Regions from separate parts of the Sus scrofa genome. Here region 1 is linked to region 2. The links are chromatin contacts, called in public targeted proximity ligation maps. All regions are on one chromosome and are shown on one strand. The core of a region is the stretch at or near the end of the contact, and the rest is flanking DNA. Distances in the headings are between cores, read along the strand shown.

Region 1 (5,370 bases), core at 2,772-5,271, 120 kb after region 2:
TTTTTTTTTGTGTCTGTGTGGAATGTGTTTTGAAGAAAGGAATTTATTCTTAATGTGTGTGATAAAACAGAGTTGTCAGATCTAGCAAAAGCCAAAAAATAAACAGAAAGCTATTAAATTTCCAGAAACAAAAACAAAAAAATAAACAGAACATCATTAAATTTGAATTTCAGGTAAACAATGAGTACTTTTTTTTAGTATAACTATGTCCTATTAAATGTTTGAGACATACCTATACCATAAAATATATATATATGTGTATATATACACATGCACATGCACACACACATACTAGGTATATGTATATACTATATGTACATATAGTTTTTGGAGTTCTTTTTGGCTGTGCCATGGCATGTGGAAGTTTGTGGGCCAAGGATCGAACCCATGCCACAGCAGCAACCAGAGGTGCCAGAGTGACAATGCCAGATCCTTAACCCCCTGTACCATATGGGAACTCCTACCACAAATCTATTTTATATAGCACTCCTAAACATAGGTAGCTAAAATTCTGTTATATCTCATAAGTTCTTAGCAAAATCAAATCAGATAGAATGGAGGAAGTGTCTAACAGTATCAATAAACAAAAGTTCTTTCTGTTTCTTCCTAAGGCTGAAGAATATGATATTGATAATTTTCAATTATCTATGTATGGATTGTCTATAAAGAAGTTAAATCCTAATCACTCTGCATACTTCCGGCTCATCTTCCCCTGCTGTCCATCTATTTTAGCCACGGAAGTGGAAAAAAAAAAAAAATACTTAGTATTGGATGAAACATTCTTAGAAAAGGAAATCAGCTAGTGAAAATGGAGAAGTCATAAACTATCATGGTTTGGTCATACAGTAGCTTCTATTAACACAAAGAACTAGCTTTACATTGGGCAGCTTCAGATAACAGAAAAACTTATCTTAGAAATGAAAGGCCTATTACAAAATGCATGACCTTGGATGCACTGGGCTTCAAGGTTCAGATCCACAGCATGGTGATAGGCATGGAGTTATTGGGAGGAATTAAATAATACAAATTGAAGTTCTTTGGAAATTGTAAAGCACTAAGTAGTCACCATGCTGAGTCCACGCAGTTCAAGAGGTGAGGATTCTTTGAGCTAGAGGCCATGCAGAGGCTCATTCCACGGGCAGAGTTTCCTCAAAGGCCTTTCTATACGCAGCTTGGGAAATCAGTGTCATTTGCCAAGTAACATGACTTCATCACTTCCCAGGGTGACTGCCTAACTATCACTCTGGACATTAGGCAACCTATCTTTTTTTTTTTTTTTTTTTTTTAGGCAACCTATCTTTACATCCTCTTAAGACACTTGTGTCAATTTCAGTTCCTATTTGTTTTCTGATGCCTGCCCCTGACCCTTACTCCCCAAATGGTTGTATCAGCAATGTTGGGACCATAAGAATGAGTCTAAATACACCATGTACTCATATTCACGTATTTATATTTATATTCATATTCTCCTTCATCTGACTGTGGTGCTTTCCTGACCCTAAATATTTACCACTGTTCCTTCCAGTCCACAAACGTTCCTTTTTTTTTTTTTTTTTTTTTTTTTTTTTGTCTTTTGTCTTTTGTCCTTTTAGGGCTGCACCCGCAGCATATGGAGGTTCCCAGGCTAGGGGTCTAATCAGAGCTACAGCTGCTGGCCTATGCCACAGCCACAGCAACGCCTGATGCGAGCCGCATCTGTAACCTACACCACGGCTCATGGCAACGCCAGATCCTGAACCCACTGAGAGAGGCAAGGGATCGAACCTGAAACCTCATGGCTCCTAGTCGGATTCGTTTCTGCTGTGCCATGACGGGAGCTCCCACAAACGCTTCTTAAGGCACCAGCCTGATAACATGAAGTAGACTTTTAAAAAAGTTATAATTAATTAGCCACATCATTTTGTACATACTTGTACATTTTTTTTTTCTTTTTATAGCCACACCTGCAGCATACAGAAGTTCCCAGCCTAGGGGTCAAATCAGAGCTGCAGCTGCAGGCCTATGCCACAGCCACAGCAACACCAACACCAAATTTGAGCCAAGTCTAAAACCTATGCCACAGCTTGCAACAGCTCCGGATCCTTAACCCACTTAGCGATGCTAGGGATCAAACCCACATCCTAATGGATACTAGTTGGGTTCATTTCTGCTGAACCATGATTGGAATTCCCACTTTTACATTTTTTAGTGTAAAATCTGACATGTAAAATCATCTGATTACCATAGTCACATGATTTTTAATCTAGTAGCCTTCAAACTGGGCTAATTTTTTTCTTTTCTCTTTTTTGGCCATGCTCGTGGCACGTGAAATTTCCCAGGCCAGAGATTACACCTGTGCCACAGCAGGGACCAGAACCATAGGAATGACAATGCCAGATCCTTAATCACTAGGCCACCAGGAAACTCCCAGGTTTGCTCTTTTTTCTTTCCCATCTTTTTTTTCTTTTTTCTTTTTAGGGCAGAAAGTGCAGCATATAGATGTTCCCAGGCTAGGGATTGAATCAGAGCTGCAGCTGCTGGCCTACACCACAGTCACAGCAAGGCAGGATCTGAGCCACGTCTGTGACCTACATCAGAGCTCACAGCAACACCAGCTCCTTAACCCACTGAACGAAGCCAGGCATCCAAACTGCATCCTCATGGATATTAGTCGGGTTTGTTACCACTGAGCCACAACAGGAACTCCTCTACTCCTCTTTCCCATCTTTCTTCCCACAGCTTTCTCCTACTCCGTAAAATAAAACCTTAGCTCTAACCCATCTTAAATTTTTACCGTGGTGCACCGGCACAATTTGAGAGTGCACAGTTCCCGAGGAGGAGCCTTGTGACAGTCCATAGGGCCTTGGGGGCAGCGCTTTGAGTGCTACTCAGAGTGTGATCATCATAGATGATCCCTATCAGCATCTCCTGGGAGCTTGTCAGATATGAAAATGTATAGCTCCACCCCAGACCTTCCAGGTCAGCCTCTCTAAAGGGTAGAACCAACAAATCTGTATTAATAACAAGCCTTCCACGTGACTCCTAAATGTGCTAGTTTTAGAAGCATCAACTGGTAAAGAGACACTAAGCAAATTTCCATAGAATCGATTTGTCTTAAGAATTGAGAAGTAAGCTCGTTGGTGCGGGGATAGAAGTTAATTTTATTTGAAATAAGCCCAAGTCTGATTTGGCTTCATCATTTAGTTTACAGTTCCACTGAATGAGCTCTGTCTAAATTCAAAGGCTTTCACCAAATAAATAAATAAAGTCTACAAGGCCTGTGGGTAAAGTTGTGGTTTCCAGGCAAGGGAAGCCTAAACTGAAGCCCACAATCCACTGGCCAGCCCTGCGCCTCAGCCAGAGAAGGGGTACCTTTTCTTTGCCCAGGGGGACTGTCCTTAGCAAACCTGTCCATTCTGCTTCTTCCCAGAGGGACACCCTTTCCTAATTTGTACAAAAGCACCAGAGAGCTAACAATTGCCCTGAAAACATGTATGGGATATTTGAGATAGCAGAAATTAATCCCTGAAAGTTATTTACACATTAAAAAAAATCGTGGATGTCAGTTTAAAAACGTGTGTGTGAGGTGGGGAGGGGAACATAGTTTTTCAAAATTATTTTGTGAGTGAACAAGCCGAAAAGGTGATCCCTGCTTCGGTCTGTCTTTCCTTGCTGCTCTGGTGCCCACTACCCACCCTACTGGCAGGTCTGCAAGTCTTCCTTTCTCCGTGGTTCCATCTTTCAGCCTCTACTTCTTACCCCTCATCATACCCCATCGTACTGCAGCTTCCTTTCCTTTTACCTGTTTCCTGATCTTTTGCCAAATGTTCTCAGGTTTATTCTCTTCTCTTGAGGGCTTTGCCGACTCACTGCTAGGACAACACTTTCAGGCCTAACGAAGACCACAAACCAACGCTTGGCCTCACACTCAGTTGGATTTTCATTTCCATCCCTGTAAACCCACAGGACTAGCAAGGGTGCCCCAAAGGCACATACTGCCACCTGGTGGCCCATGGCTAAGGAGAGCTGGCGACACCAGGGCGCTCTCAGCCACAGGGCAGACAGGCCTGAAGGCGGATTGGCAAGAGCACCAGTCTTCTGTGGAACCCCAGTGGTAGCTCCTTCTGCTTTGGAAATAGCATTTTCTCAGGCTGGAATTATCTTTTTCTCAAAATTAAGTCCGGTGTAAATGCCACGATCCTTTTTTTCCTCACTCCTCTAAAAGTCCCAGAGTGGGTTCAACATTTCATTTTAACTCAGCTCCACTCTGCCTATTCTTATTCCAAACTATTTCTCCTCCTCTAGTCCCTCAGACACAGATCCTTTGAAGTACATGCCATCGGGATATTGCAATAATCTGCTGATCCCCTGGCTCACTTCCCTTCTCATTCCTTGGAAATTTAAAAACCTGATTCATTCTCTTGATTACACAACCTGTGCTGTCATCCATGGAAACGCTCCATCCCATTTGCTGGCCCTCAGTTCTTTCTTTTCTTTTTCTTTTTTTTTTGTATTTTCTAGGGCCGCACTGCGGCATATGGAGGTTCCCAGGCTAGGGGTCTAATTGGAGCTGTAGCCGCTGACCTTCTCCAGAGCCACAGCAACGCCAGATCCGAGCCGTGTCTTGGACTTACACCACAACTCACAGCAACGCCGGATCCTTAATCCATGGAGCGAGGCCAGGGATCGAATCCGCAACCTCATGGTTCCTAGTCGGATTCATTAACCACTGAGCCACGATGGGAACTCCATTTTTTTTTTTTATTACTCGATGAATTTATTACATTTATAGTTGTACAATGATCATCATAACCCAATTTTATAGGATTTCCATCCCACAACCCCAGCACATCCTCTCCCCCTCCAAACTGTCTCCTTGGGAGACCATAAGTTTTTCAAAGTCTGTGAGTCAGTATCTGTTCTGCAAAGTTCATTCTGTCCTTTCTTCAGATTCCACATGTCAGTGAAAGCCTTTGATGTTGGTGTCTCATTGTATGGCTGACTTCACTTAGCATGATAATTTCTAGGTCCATCCATGTTGCTAAAAATGTGTCTGGCCAATTCTAAATAAACATTTTTTTCACCATAAAATATTCTTGTAATATATATATTCCTTCATAGTAATGAAAGATGTAATTCTTCCCTTGACCTTAAGTCCCTCTCAGGATAAGCACTTCACATCTGTGCTAGCTTTATTTTTTTTTATTTTTATTTTTTTTTTGGTCTTTTTGTCTTTGTTGTTGTTGTCGCTATTTCTTGGGCCGCTCCCGTGGCATATGGAGGTTCCCAGGCTAGGGGTCGAATCGGAGCTCTAGCCACCGGCCTATGCCAGAGCCACAGCAACTCGGGATCCGAGCCGCCTCTGCAACCTACACCACAGTTCACGGCAAT
Region 2 (4,999 bases), core at 1,324-3,823:
AGGAAAACTATTTCCCCTTCCTTACAGTAGTAAATAATAGCTAACACTTACTGAGCAATTTCTATACGCCTGGCATTCTGCTACCATCTTGAATGCTTTGTCTCTTATTATTCTTACAAGAACCATATGAGGTAGATATTATAGCTATTTACATTCTACTGATAAACTGAGAAGAAGTTTCCTGGTGAAATTTCCTATGCAAAGTTGCAGCCAAAAAAAAAAAAAAAAAAAAGAACAGAAAAAGAAAGAAAAGAAGAGACAGGCCATGGGAGTTCTCATTGCGGCGCAGCGGAAATGAATCCAACTAGTATCCATGAGGATGCAGGTTTGATCCCTGGCTTTGCTCAGTGGGTTAAGGATCAGGCGTTGCCATGAGCTATGGTGTAGGTTGCAGATGTGGCTCAGATCCCACATTTCAGGGGCTGTGGTGTAATGCCTCAAGTACCATATTTTTTGAGAAAAATTATCATAACCACTATGTTCTCTGCCTCATATAAAGTCCATGCCCAGCACAGTACCTACCTAGTAAAATTTAGACACTCAGTACATACTAAATATGAATGTGCAGCCTGCAAACAACCATAAAAAAGAATGCTGGAGTGGAGTTCCCATTGTGGCTCAGTGGTTAACGAATCCGACTAGGAACCATGAGGCTGCGGGTTCAATTCCAGACCTTGTTCAGTGGGTTGAGGATCTGGCATTGCTGTGAGCTGTGGTGCACGTTGCAGACAAGGCTTGGATCCTGCATTGCTGTGGCTCTGGTGTAGGTTGGCGGCTACAGCTCCAATTAGACCCCTAGCCTGGGAACCTCCATATGCTGTGGGAGCAGCCCTAGAAAAGGCAAAAGGACAAAAAAAAAAAAAAAAGAATGCTAACACTGAACCTCTACCTTCTGTAAGATATGGTTACAGCTTAAATTTTGATATTCAATGGAATCTAATATTCAGTTTCTTCAGATGACAAGCTGACAGCATTTCACAGCAGAAATATTTTCTGCATAGAATGCTTTTATGTAGTGTAGTAAAAAATTATTTAAACTTGTAAATGTAGTTCATTGCCCCCTCTCCATCAAACTCTGCATTAAAAATATTTTTATTCACTTAGCATTAATTAAAATATTTACTAAGCATCTTCCTCACGTAACTGGCATGATTCTAGGTGCCAGATGAGCAGAGTAGAAAAAATCTTCCTATCCTGGCTTGTTCATGATTGAAGAGTCTATGGGAAGTACTTCATGTCAAACATTTGTTTATTAATTTTCAGTTATCCTAGGCAATTTTTATTTACCCCTACACAATATTGTAATCAGATGCCATAATTATATTAGCAATAACAATAGGCATATTAATAAATAATAACAAATAATTACAACAATTAATAATAATCCTAGCCAATAGTGATGATAATAATAATAATCCTAGACAATTATTATTTACCCCACTTAATATTGTAATCAGATGCCATAATTACATTAGCAACCTATGTTAGAAGATAAGATCATCACAGATAATTAAGCAGTAAAAATGATGCGTAACTGCTTTTTGAGTCATTTTCCTGTAAATAACGCCATATGAAAAATATTAACTAAAGTTAAATGCTTTTCTCTTGTTAATCTGTTTATGTAAATATAAATCTTAGGTAAAGTTCTGCCTTCTCTCCAGCTATTTTACAGATAATTAGAAAATCAGGTTAAATGAAATTGCCCAAGATCCAAATAGCTGGAATAATGGTAGCTCTGGAATTCAAACCCTGGTCTGACTAACCTCAAAGCTAACACTTCCCTTTCCGGGTTCCCCCAGACCATACCACACTGTCTATAATTTGTAGAAGTGAGGGTGGAAGAATGTGATTAACCTGAGGGAAATTTGCAAGAGGAAAACAGAATTCTAAAAATGTGGGAGTTCCTATTATGGCTCAGCGGGTTAAGAACCCAACTAGTATCCATGACAATTCAGGTTCCCTGGCCTCCCTCAGTGGGTTAAGGATCCAGTGTTGCTGCAAGCTGCAACAAGACTCAGATGCCCTATTGCTGTGGCTGTGGTGTAAGCCGACAGCTCAACTCCGAACGGACCCCTAGCATGGGACCTTCCATATGCTGCAGGAGCGGCCCTAAAAATAATTAAAGAAAAGAAAAATTATAAGAAATAAAAATAAAAAACTAGATGCCTACTGATCATAGAATCTTCATCTTTTTTAGAAGATATCTTTGACATTTTTGAGAACACCTGCCAACCAAATGGGGACAAATATCTTAAGGAAAAATAATAATACCTTTAAAAGCAGTATTTAACAAATTATGTATTCAGGGAGTTGGCAATAAATACAAGCAGAGAAAAATGTGGGGAAATGGGCAACAGAGTCAAGAATAGATGAGGGCACGGTGAAATGGGAGTCCTTAAAATTAAAAAGACCAACTGTCACAGCCAAAAGGAGCCTTAAGAGGCATGATGACTGAATGTAATGTAACCTGGATAGGTTTCTGAAACAGAAAAGGAAAATAAGGATATGAGCCCTCCAGCCCTGAAGCAGCCGGCGGCAGCAAAGCGGAACTTAGGCGGGCGAGCCCCTGCTTCCGGCCGGCGCCGGCGGGTGCAGCTCCAGCGGCGCACCGCCCTGCAGGGCTCGGGAAACCCGCGACTCTGAGCCCACCTGGCTGCCACGGTCGGCAGGCCGTGTTTTCGCCTCGCTGGCGCCCATTAGTTGCCCCCCGCCCCCGTCCGTCCCGGTCGCCTGGATGGGCATCCACCCACATTACTTAGAAATGAGGGAATTTGATATAGGAGACGCCGCCCAAGTCTCTATGGCATTCTTAGTTTACCAGGCCCTCGTGGAGGGTAAACTCTGGCATAAAGTAAAGGGTGTGGAGTTGCTGGACCGCCAGCTCACTTGCTTTGTCGATGCTGAGATAGGAGATGGTCACAGATTGCGGGGCCTCACCATCAGGACTTCCTTCCACCATAACAGATTATTTCTCTTAGAAGATAGACCTGTACTTAATGATGCTTATTCATACCAGATTGGATTTGAAATCCATCAGACTGCCTCATCTTTTACCTTAAAGATAGCCTTAGCTGGTCCCGTTCCACAAGTTTTCTTTCTGAAGAATAAAACCTTTCCAGATAGAGGATTTGGGGGTGTGTGTGGGGTTTTTTTTCCCTTTTCTGTCTTTTGTCTTTAGGGCCGTACCAGCAGCATATGGAGGTTCCTGGGCTAGGGGTCTAATCCAAACTACAGCTGCCAGCCTCCACCCAGCCACAGCAACACCAGATCTGAACCATGTCTGTGACCTACACCAGAGCTCATGGCAAAGCCGGATCCTTAACCCATTGATCGAGGCCTGGGATCGAACCTGCAACCTCATGGTTCCTAGTAGGATTCGTTAACCACTGAGCCATGATAGGAACGCCAAAGTTAATTATGACCAATACATTTTATGTCAGATGATACAGCCATCAGAAAAGGATGCAAACAGGAATATTTGCTACACACACACAGACACACACACAGACACACACACAGACACACACACACACACACACATTATTTGTAACTGTTATGGAATGAATTATGTTCTCAAATCCATATGTTGTAACCCTAACTCCCAATGTGACTATATATTTGCAGATAGGACCCTTAAGGAAGTAATTAAGGTTAAATGAGGTCATAAAGTGGAGGCACTAATCTACTAGGATGAATGTCCCTATAAAAAGAGGAAGAGACACCATAGGGCACACACACAGAAGAAAGGCCGTGTGAGGACACACCAAGAAGGCAGCTGTCTGAAAGCCTGGAAGAGACTTCTCATCAGAAACCAACCCCATCAGTGTCTTGATCTTGGACTTCCAGCCTCCAGAACTGTGAGAAAATGAAATTTCTGTTGTTTAAGTGAGTACATCTGTGGTTTTCTGTTAGGACAGCCTGAGCAGATTAATACAGTAACAAAAAAAGGGAAGAAATAGTCATGACAATTACAGTCTATTTCTTCAACTGGTCACACGGTCATAAGTGGTATTTAGTCCTCACCATCTTCCACTACTCTTTCCATATTCCCTTTGCATGAAATGAGTGGTATAGAGAGATCTAATGCACACTATAGTGAGTATAGAGAACAATATTGTATTACGATCATCAAACTTGCTAAGAGATGAGAACATATTCTCTTTGCCCTCAGCAAGCACTTCAGCTGTAGTGATTCTTTGCCTCATGGGGTGACCCAAACCTTCATTCCTCCTAGATTGGGTTGTTGTAGTTTTCTGTTGACTTTAATCGCAGGGCATGACTTCTAGACCAACAGAGCATAACGTCATGGAGACTGAAAGCAAAAATTTTGCTAATATATGACTAAGGTAAAAAGGAGGTGATGCCATTCCCATGTCTAACCCCTGGATTCCTGGACTTGTCAATCCCGGCTATGAAAAAAAAACACTACTGTGTATCGGATGCTGATTTAGACCATATAGAGCCTCTTGGAGGATGCTGCCCCAGGCCAGTAAGGTACTGCCACCTAGCTGGCACTGTAACTGAGTCTTCTACAGGCTGTTCCCCCTTTAGTAGTAGTATCAAGCCAGCCTCTGTATTTATTTATTTATTTAATTTATTGGCTGCAACCTGCAGAAGTTCCTGGGCAAGGGATCAGAGACGAGTCACAGCAGTGACAATCCTAGATCCTTAACCCACTGAGCCACCAGATCCTTAAAGCCAGCTACTTTAGAATGATGGTAAACATTGTAAGACCATGCAGTTCCATAAGCATGGGCTCATTGCAGTACTTCATTTGCAATAAAGCGAGCTCCTTGATCAGAGGCAATGCTATGTGGATACCGTGATGTTGGATAAGGCATTCTCTGAGTCTGCAGATGGTAGTTTTGGCAGAATCATTGCATACAGGGAAGCTAGATCCATATCCAGAGTGTCTATTCCAACAAGAACTCCCAAGGTGGAACAGGCCCTGTGGGTAGACAATGGATCACCCACTCTGGGGAATGGCACCATACTGGGG

The links.
Region 1: a targeted proximity ligation map of alveolar macrophages shows a contact between it and region 2. A contact is called at or near these places in 3 of 47 Hi-C or Micro-C datasets (embryonic fibroblasts, epiblast stem cells and omental adipose tissue) and 1 of 2 datasets of targeted methods (alveolar macrophages).

Annotation. Positions count from the first base shown.
Region 1 is chr5:63,027,935-63,033,304 of Sscrofa11.1, forward strand. The region is part of intron 2 of SLC2A3 (solute carrier family 2, facilitated glucose transporter member 3); the gene reads right to left. Among named protein-coding and RNA genes, the nearest start is that of SLC2A3, 11 kb to the right of the region's middle.
Region 2 is chr5:62,911,573-62,916,571 of Sscrofa11.1, forward strand. No RefSeq gene overlaps it. Among named protein-coding and RNA genes, the nearest start is that of NANOGNB, 13 kb to the left of the region's middle.